2 separate regions of the Pan troglodytes genome follow, and region 2 is linked to region 1. Evidence: chromatin contacts called from public Hi-C data. All regions are on one chromosome and are shown on one strand. The core of a region is the stretch at or near the end of the contact, and the rest is flanking DNA. Distances in the headings are between cores, read along the strand shown.

What was found. A called contact is a pair of places that touch in the nucleus more often than the background predicts.
Region 2: a contact with region 1 is called in a Hi-C map of induced pluripotent stem cells, with 2.5 times the contacts expected there. The contact joins the promoter of HOXA1 here to the enhancer-like site in region 1. A contact is called at or near these places in 1 of 7 Hi-C or Micro-C datasets (induced pluripotent stem cells) and 1 of 1 other capture datasets (stem cell-derived neural stem cells).

What each region holds. Positions count from the first base shown.
Region 1 is chr6:32,494,271-32,499,093 of NHGRI_mPanTro3-v2.0_pri, reverse strand. SKAP2 (src kinase associated phosphoprotein 2) reads left to right here. Exons shown (of 13, transcript XM_009452811.4): 10 at 3,956-4,033. Among named protein-coding and RNA genes, the nearest start is that of SKAP2, 170 kb to the left of the region's middle. Within about 2 kb of position 2,258, at least 1 of the 24 cell types and tissues checked has an H3K27ac peak or open chromatin away from gene starts, as enhancers often do. A contact at or near this core is called in induced pluripotent stem cells, where this site is marked.
Region 2 is chr6:32,897,473-32,902,295 of NHGRI_mPanTro3-v2.0_pri, reverse strand. HOXA1 (homeobox A1) reads left to right here and starts at 2,083. Exons shown (of 3, transcript XM_063815279.1): 1 at 2,083-2,617; 2 at 2,821-2,915; 3 at 3,379-4,823. The coding sequence starts at 2,264. The coding sequence ends at 2,880. LOC134810527 (a long non-coding RNA gene) reads right to left here and starts at 2,044. Exons shown (of 3, transcript XR_010158824.1): 1 at 1,788-2,044; 2 at 1-256.

The DNA.
Region 1 (4,823 bases), core at 1,009-3,508:
ACATAATGAAAACCTTATAACCATCTGTGTGGTTTGATGGATTTTACTGCATAGCTGAGCTGTTTTTGTTTACTGTTATTAAAATGTTGAATGGAATATATTAACTCACAAACATTGACTATTTGAGGTATTAATTAGTATTGTACAATGACATTGTGCCTCAACACCAAAATAATACATATTTAATAATAAACCTAAATAAAAAAATATGTGAATGTATATATTTCTAATATATTGTGAAGGTGATTATTGCCTAGAATTTTGGTCACTTGTTCTTACATGTTTTTAAGAGCTTTATTCTATTAATAAATGAATATGTTAAGATTTATTTGTATGATTTTTTTAATCCATTTGTTTATTCTGTATTTATCGAACATCTCCTTTGTGCCAAGTTCTATTCAAGGTTCAGTCTGAGGTTTTTTTCCCTGCCTAAGATTCAAAAACATACACCATATTTGATTTTGTTATCTTTTATATGGAAGCTATTTGTATTGTTAGCCAAGATAAAATGAGTTGTTTAAATATTGTTAAGAAAAATTGATATATTAACTGCATTAAGCTTTGGTTTAAAAATATCGCTACCAGGTTTAAAATGGAAAAAGGAAGTGTCCTTAATGAGCATCTCATCCTCTAAAATCTGCTTATTAAATGGCATCTTACATGGATTTCAATTTGGATATTTTATAGTAAACATTAATTCTTAAGTAAATACTTTTAATATCATTATTCTGATAATTTAAGAGTGCATATTTCTAAGAACAAAGCTCTCTGACACCAATATACAATCCAGAGCACATGTTACTGGCACTTAAGTTTTAATAAAATAAAAAATTCATAGTAACAAATACTTCTAAATTCATTGTTAACTTTGTCAAAGAGCAGAGTTTTTTCATTAAGTCTTGTAATGAATTTTTATATGTTCATGCTGATTTGGGTGGTGAAATCTAAATCCCACAGTCTCTTTTTTTTTTTTTTTTTTTTTTTTTTTGAGATGGAGCTTCACTCTTGTCGCCCAGGCTGGAGTGCAGTGGCGCGATCTCAGCTCATTGCAACCTCCGCCTCCCGGGTTCAAGCGATTCTCCTGCCTCAGTCTCCTGAGTAGCTGAGATTACAAGCGCCTGTCACCATGCCATGCTAGTTTTTGTATTTTTAGTAGAGACGTGGTTTTGCCATGTTGGCCAGGCTTGTCTCGAACTCCTGATCTCAGGTGATCCACCCGCCTGGGCCTCTCAAAGTGCTGCGATTACAGGCGTGACCGACCATGCCCAGCCCCCACAGTCTCTTCTTAAAAGCCACTAATAATACTTATTGTTTTGATGCGGTTATAGCTTTTGACTGAGGACGAGTGCCTTTATCCATTTTTTAATTTATTTCTTACTATTGAATTTGTGACTAAATTAAAAGGGGAGTGGGTGCTATGGAAAGAAAGTGTGAAAAGTAAGGAAAGCTTTCTCCTTCACCTTTTACCAAATTATCTGTCAATAAAATGAGTAGGTTGGAATAATGACTGTAAACGTTCCTTCTACCTTTAAAAATTTATATGGAAACACCCTATTAACCCATTTATTAAAGCTAGCCTTTAAGGTTTGGCATAAGTGAGATAACTATTGTTAAAAAGAAAAGAGACAGGATACTTTTTAAAAGAGTGGTATACTTTTATTAGGTCTTCTATATATTTGACTGAACCATATTAAATTGTCAGTGTTATGTTTAACAATATGAATAAAATGCCAGATATTTTCAGGTGTCCCTTATATTGGAGTTGTCATTATTTTGTTTGAATTGAGTTACAGAAATTCAGAACAGTTCTATTTGTCGTGTAAGTACAGCTACCCTCAAGCTTGGTTGAAATGCTGATTTTGATTCATCCCCATTTAACATTTTCAGGAGACTCCTAAATTTCCACCTGTAGTCCTGACTGCTCTACCATACTTTGCAGTTGCCCAGACATGTTCTCTGGGTTGCCTCACCAATACATTAAATTCCTCCTGTTGAAAACACGACTCTTTGTGTTCCCCAGTAAGATAGATTATTTTGGCTATCCTCCTTTTAGTAATAATATGTCCATTTCTCAGTTAACTAAGCTCAAAACCTTAGCCATCCTTTGTTGCTCTTTTTCCCCCCTCATTCCTCCACATTCAGGCACAAAGCTTATCCATTCTAGTTCCTTTACCTCTTATAACCATCTCCTTTCCATTTCCTTTGCCCCTTCAGTTCAGGACTTCCCCTTTATCCACAGTAGTCTCTCTCCCCGCCCCTTTTTTAGGCTGTCTGAGACAATGGGATCAGATGTCCATTCCTGAAGCATAGCTTCAGTCCTGCCCTTTCTCTGCTCAAAAAACCTTCTAAGGCTCTTATTGCCCACCAAATAAAAGCCTGCAGTCCATAACAAGATGTTCATGGCCCCTCAACAGCTGGTCCAAACTATGAGCGTAACTCCTACCCAGCTCTTCCCCTATGTGTACCAGATTCTTTAGTCAAAATGAATATGAACATGCCTTTTTCTTTTAAAGATCATACCTATCCCTCCGGAAATATCCTTCTTATCCTCTCTCCTTATTTAAACTCTCTCCATCCCTTGGAGCCTCCGTGGTGCTCCCTAGTTGGGGGATTTCTCTGCTGCACTTCTTCAGTGCTTTGTGCATCACTTGTCAGGTTTAGGCCCCTTCAGCCTGTTTTCCTTTAGAGCTTGTCTTCTGTCCCATCTGTGCTGTCAGCTTCCTGTGAGCAGAGGCTTCCTGTTACTTTTACCTCCTTGGTAGATCTCTTCTGTCTCACAGTTAGTTAATATCCAATGAAGATTGATTGACTGATTGATTGAATAGTTACAATGACTACATTTATATATTTTGCATATTTTTCTTTAAAGTTTTAGGAGTTTTCTTGAAATTATGATTCTCTTTGAATCCAGTTTTTCTTTGGCATGCCATTTGTTTATATGTCCTGCCTTAAGTATTTCTAGGTTTGTATGCAAATCCTTAGGTGAGGAAAAATCATGTAATAAATATTTTTCTTGGTGTAAATGAATTAGTTTATTAAGTCTATTTAAAGCTCTTCTCATTTAATTTTATCTTATTTCTTTGCATAATTTGGGGAAGGAATGGTATAGGTGAGTGTGGAACAAATGTAAATGGAGCACTGATTATATGTAGGATAAAGAACATTGACTTTATAATCACAAACTTAAGTTCGAATGACACACTTTGGAAGTTACTTCACCTTTTTGAGTCTCTAAAAATAAACTTGTCTGTAGAATGAGGATTAAAAATTATTTGTCTATGAGATTTTAACATCCAGCATTGTGTATGACACATAATAGGTCCTTGGTATAATTTTGGGGGAATTACCTCAAAGGATGAAGATCATTATAGTATCTTCCTGTGAAGATTAAGTGAGAAAACGTATGAAATTATATGATACTCAATAAATGATTTATAGGTTAACTGCATTTTTAATCACACATTTCTCCTTGCTATATGATGTTTTAGGGACCATGATTTTATATATGATACTCCTGCCACACAGTACAATGTGGTGTATCAGTATAACGCTGGGTGTTACTTTACTGGATTTAAGGGTTTTCCTGAAATTAAGATTGTTCCAGATGAGTTTCTAAAAGTATTTAAAACAAAACATGCAGTGCATTAGTACATATCTTAAATTTTGCCAAGCCAGTTGGAAAGATTGCTATTTGGAAGTAGCTAGTATTTTATTGGAAAGTTGGAAAGTTTGCTATTTGGAAAGTTGGAAAGGTTGCTATTTGGCAGTAGCTAGTATTTTATTTATTCAGTGTTAGATTGTCGAAAAAGGACTGTGAATCTTGAGTTATTTTATTCTTTGAAAAATAATGTTTATGTGTTATAAACTTTTAGTTTTGCTTTTAAAATTGAGTGAGTACTGTAGTATTATCCCTGAGAAAACCCTTCAGTGTGCCATTGATAATGTTTATTTACAGAAGAAGAAGAGGACAGTGCTCCAGTGAAAGTGGAAGAACAAAGGAAGATGAGTCAGGATAGTGTCCATCACACCTCAGGTAATGAATTGTGTAGCTTCTTGGCAAACCTTATTTTGCTTTTGTTCACTTTCATTTTATCCATGTTCTTACTGTTCTAAAGATGTTTACACAGCTCCCCAAAGTTGGCATTTTTGGCTTGGGTATCTTATGGCTGATAAGCTGCTTAGTCCCATTTAGGATGCATGAAAACCACTTGAGAAGGATTTATAAAGTAAGCCAATTTATACAAGGTATTCCTTCCTGAATTACTTTGTAATGACTCAATTAGCTTTCATTTCTGCACAAAGGAGATTTAGTTGCATAAATTAGCTTATCATCATTGAGGAAGTGTCACTGCTAAAGGACAGTTTATAGATACAACATGCAGTTGCTGTCAAACCTATAAGAATGTAATATAGACATCTGTGTATACTTTGTGCTTGAGCAGAACAGACTTCTGCCATTCAGAGACTAACAGGGGACAACAAGTTGCCCAGGGGACTGGCAATGTAGACATCTCTGAAAAGGTCAACTTGACACAGGCTCTGACAATCGACCCACAGCTCTGTCTTCTTTGATAAAAATCAGATAAACTTAAGACTGCTAATTGATCTGCAGCCTGTTTAAATGTTGGCCATGCATATCTTCATTGCATATGATTAACACAGAAAGCAAATGAATTGGGTAAGAAATGCCAGAGTCCAGTGACAGCAGCTTAAAAATTGGAAAAGGACACTGGTGGCCTAAAAGGCTAGGAAGGATGTTCCCCTTATCCATTTCCACTTGGCACATATCCCCAAGTACTAATTATGAATGAGACTGGAAAAAT
Region 2 (4,823 bases), core at 834-3,333, 400 kb before region 1:
CGCATAGCCAGCACCGACCTACTCACATCCTGCCCCCTCTCCCACAGGAGCGCCTTCTCTCCCCGCCGCTGGAAGCTGGTGCTCCCAAGGAAGCCGCCTCCAGGAGGACTGCCTTGCCTTTCCCCTTCTCCAGTCGGAGGATTCCCAGGAGCCGAAACTGGGGCAGGGGTGGCTGCCCAACCCCAGAAAGTGGGCCTTTCCTGCTCGTGCTCCCTCTTAACCATGCTTGGGATGGATCAAAGTCACAAATACTATTCTGAAAGGAAATGTTTGGGGAGAATGTTTCATTGTTACTGAGGGAGTCCAGAGTCAGCATGGGTTTTCTCTCTTGAGAGGACAGGTTTGGGGGAACTTCGGTACGTGGAGAACAGAATACAGAAGACTGAAAGGGTGACTAACATATTTGAAATGTACCTTTCTTGAAAAAAAAAAAAAAACCTTCCTTGTTCTAACAGGGGAGGAAAGGCTGAAGGGGAGTGGAAACCCCAAACCCACATACATTCATTCACTATAAATTTCATCTGATTCCAACATTGTACACATGGTTGGAGTAAAATTTATACAGCATTGCTTATAATTTATACAGCAAAGCTTCCTGGACAAGCTCTCGATTTCTCCTACCCAAGACTGCATCAATTCTTGGTCTCCGTTTGGCTTTTTCTCTCTACAAGCCCAGGGTTGACGTGAAACCTAATAGTAAACAACAATTTAACGACCTCAGCAGCCTCAGGGAAGTAGGGTGATGAGGAACAGGACCCCTGGCCTGGGATGACGCTCAGATTTGCATGTGTCTCTCTAGGGAAGGACTTGAAGGTTCTCATAAGCAACTACACAGCCAGTTGGAAAGGGGAGGAGGTGTCGTTGGGGTAAAGTGTCCCGTCCACCATCAGCCATTTGTCCACCGCCCCTCCCACCTGCCAGCCCCCACACCCACTCTAGACGTGCAGCAGAATGAGGAAGGTTATAAAAGGAAGCTCTCTCTCTCTTCTAACATTCCCCTCCAGAAAAAGAGGAACGCAACGAAGGGAGTTCAGCTACTATGTTGGAGCTGTGGACCGGCCCTGTGAGGCCCACGCGGGAGCGCGGAGGCTCCTGGGTCTCGGGGCGCCGGCAGATGGCCTGCAGCGCACGGCCCGGCCCCCACGCTGGCCACGTCCGCCAGCGTCATCTCTCTCTCCCCCGCCTCCTACCCCTAAAAATCCGGCGGTCGAGTAGCTCCGCATCCCGGAGGGCTCCCGGTGCAAAACTGAGTGGGAAAGAGAAAGGGGCGGAGAGCGACGAGAGAGGGAAGGTGGGGAAGAAGAGCCCGGCCGCCCCCGGCCTTTTCCGGCGAGCTCTGAGTTTCCAGGGCTCATCCGCCCCTCCAAGTCGAATTACAGAAACTCCTCATTGCCATGCTAATGACGAGAGGGGCTGTGGGGAGAGGGTTTCGAAGACCCTCCTGGAAGAAGGGAAGTTTCTTTTCTTGCCCTCGTCTCCTTCACGCCCACCCAAGTTCCTCCCAGCCAGCCCTCTGCGCTCTTCCCCCTCCATTCCGAGCTTGAAGGGCCGGTGGCCCAGCCTCGCCCTCCACCACGGTTCTATGCGCTCCTCACAGCCCCACGGTCTCCCAGCCCAGCCTCAGAACAGAGGAGGTGACCTGGGAACCCGGGGCGCGGTGTCAGCCGGATTCCCCGCCTTCCGGCTGGGCGCGCTGCGGGCTGGGCCGGCGTACTTGCGGCCACCCGGCGAGCTCTGGCCCACTGATTCCCGCCCCGAGAGAGCCGGGAGCCCTCTTCCCTTCTCACCTCTCGCCAGTTCATCTTTCATTGCACGGTGGGGAGGGGGCGGGAGCGGGGGACGCCTCCCAGCCCCCACCTCCCGGAGGCCTGGCGGGGCGGGCAGCGGAGTCGGGCGCGCGCAGAAGGCAGCTTTTGCTCTTCTTCGTTCCAGCACTCCAAATCGGCCTTTGCAGTCGCCGCAGCAGCTGCCGCCGCCTAGGCTGCCTGGGGGGGCGACTGCGCGTCACCTAGACGGCGGAGCGCCGGGGATTTAAATGCCACTGAAACGGTGATCCATCACTGCGGAAGCCGGCAAACTTTTGCAGGAGGCTCAGCCATTGGCTGACACCGTCACGTGCCCCTCCTCCAGCGTCCTCCGCCCTCCCGCCCCCCCTCTTGCGCACTGTACATTCATATCATTTTTCTTCTCCGGCCCCATGGAGGAAGTGAGAAAGTTGGCACAGTCACGCCGGGCTTCGCAGGACCAGGTCACTCAGTGACAGATGGACAATGCAAGAATGAACTCCTTCCTGGAATACCCCATACTTAGCAGTGGCGACTCGGGGACCTGCCCAGCCCGAGCCTACCCCTCGGACCATGGGATTACAACTTTCCAGTCGTGCGCGGTCAGTGCCAACAGTTGCGGCGGCGACGACCGCTTCCTAATGGGCAGGGGGGTGCAGATCGGTTCGCCCCACCACCACCACCACCACCACCATCACCACCCCCAGCCGGCTACCTACCAGACTTCCGGGAACCTGGGGGTGTCCTACTCCCACTCGAGTTGTGGTCCAAGCTATGGCTCACAGAACTTCAGTGCGCCTTACAGCCCCTACGCGTTAAATCAGGAAGCAGACGTAAGTGGTGGGTACCCCCAGTGCGCTCCCGCTGTTTACTCTGGAAATCTCTCATCTTCCATGGTCCAGCATCACCACCACCACCAGGGTTATGCTGGGGGCGCGGTGGGCTCGCCTCAATACATTCACCACTCATATGGACAGGAGCACCAGAGCCTGGCCCTGGCTACGTATAATAACTCCTTGTCCCCTCTCCACGCCAGCCACCAAGAAGCCTGTCGCTCCCCTGCATCGGAGACATCTTCTCCAGCGCAGACTTTTGACTGGATGAAAGTCAAAAGAAACCCTCCCAAAACAGGTCAGTCCTGCTGGTTGGTGGATGCTCCTTGATTATTCTGGAAGGAGCTGGTATGCTTAATTTCCAAGGAAATTAATAATGATTTTTTTTTTAAGGCTTTTGTATCAGACTAGTGTTGTAGTGCATGGAGAGGGTGCCCAGAGGTGTTGGGGCAAAGAAGTCTCAGGGATTGGTGTGTTTTCAAGGATTTTATACATTTGGGAAATAGGAAGTATGTGGGGGTGGTTATTGTGACGGTAGTGTTCTGTTAATATCTTAAGGCTCCATTAATCACCGGTCTGACCATGCTAATGGTTTACATCAGGTTAACACTTTACACCTCATCACTCACCCTCCACAGCCCGATTTGTGCTGAGTTCTTGATCTTTTCTTTACCTGAGTGTTGCCATGAAGCGTGTGGGGAATCTCAAGTCGATTTTAAAATTTTTACATTTCCGTCTCATGGCTTCCCACTTTGCCCCAGGGAAAGTTGGAGAGTACGGCTACCTGGGTCAACCCAACGCGGTGCGCACCAACTTCACTACCAAGCAGCTCACGGAACTGGAGAAGGAGTTCCACTTCAACAAGTACCTGACGCGCGCCCGCAGGGTGGAGATCGCTGCATCCCTGCAGCTCAACGAGACCCAAGTGAAGATCTGGTTCCAGAACCGCCGAATGAAGCAAAAGAAACGTGAGAAGGAGGGTCTCTTGCCCATCTCTCCGGCCACCCCGCCAGGAAACGACGAGAAGGCCGAGGAATCCTCAGAGAAGTCCAGCTCTTCGCCCTGCGTTCCTTCCCCGGGGTCTTCTACCTCAGACACTCTGACTACCTCCCACTGAGGCGGCTCCAGCCCCAGACAACAGCCCAGGCATCTCCTTGGGCTGGGACTTCTTACCCAAAGCACATGCTTAGCTTATCTTTCTTTCCATTTACAGTCTCTTTCTTCCTTTCTAATCCTATCTGGGGAGCTCCTGGCCAGGATAATATGTTTGCAGATAATTCTGGACCAGAGACTTGGTGCGGGGTTAACACCTTCATCCAGATTGGGTGCCAGCATACATTTTCTGGTGGGCCTTAACATCCCTCCTGCTTTTAGGAGAATTCACAGAACCTACTGTTCCTTTCAGATGACCTTTTGGAAAATAGTTCCCTTTGCCGACAGAAACATGCCAGAAGGAATCTTCTCATCTTTTATCTAATTATATGTACAGCTCTCCCCTCCCTTGTCCTTGAAAGTAGGATATAGCGAAAGGCGAGTCCAGGAGCTCAGGAAGAAGAGATGCACTATATGTTTACACAATTAATTCATCCCTTAATTTAAGTCATTTTCATGTGTGTGAGTTTGCTGGTTGTAAATACTTTGTCCTAAGAGATTTATCTTTATACAGATTTTCTAGAAATGTTTAGGTTACTAAAACAGGGTGGGCAAACTCTCTAAACTGGTACAATTTTATAGGTGAAAGAAAAAATTCCCTCATTTAAACCCAATCAGATGCCTCAGAGGGTAGCCTTGATTTGTTCTTACAGTTAAGAAGCCCTGCAGAGCACAAACTTCAGAAACCCGGCTTCCTGTGCTAAGTCTTTCCCAATCTCTACCCCTTTCTTCTCGGGCCACCCTCTGTTTAAAATTTGTGCTGGGTTATTCAGAACCTAAAAGTATTATTCAAACCAATTTCTTCCTTCCACAGTTATCTTAGCTGGATATAATGTATTTTCAGCTCAATTGTTAATGTGATGGATGGCACAATGAATGTATATTTTGTGTTATTCGTGAATAGTCTTTTGCATGTCGCACAATGTTTGATGTCCCCAAAGTACCACACTGAGTTCTGTCAGTTATCCTTTGTGAGCCTATGATATTCCCCCTTTCCTGTACAATCATGAACAGCTCTGAGATCCTGGAGTGATATGATCCAGAGCAGAGTTTA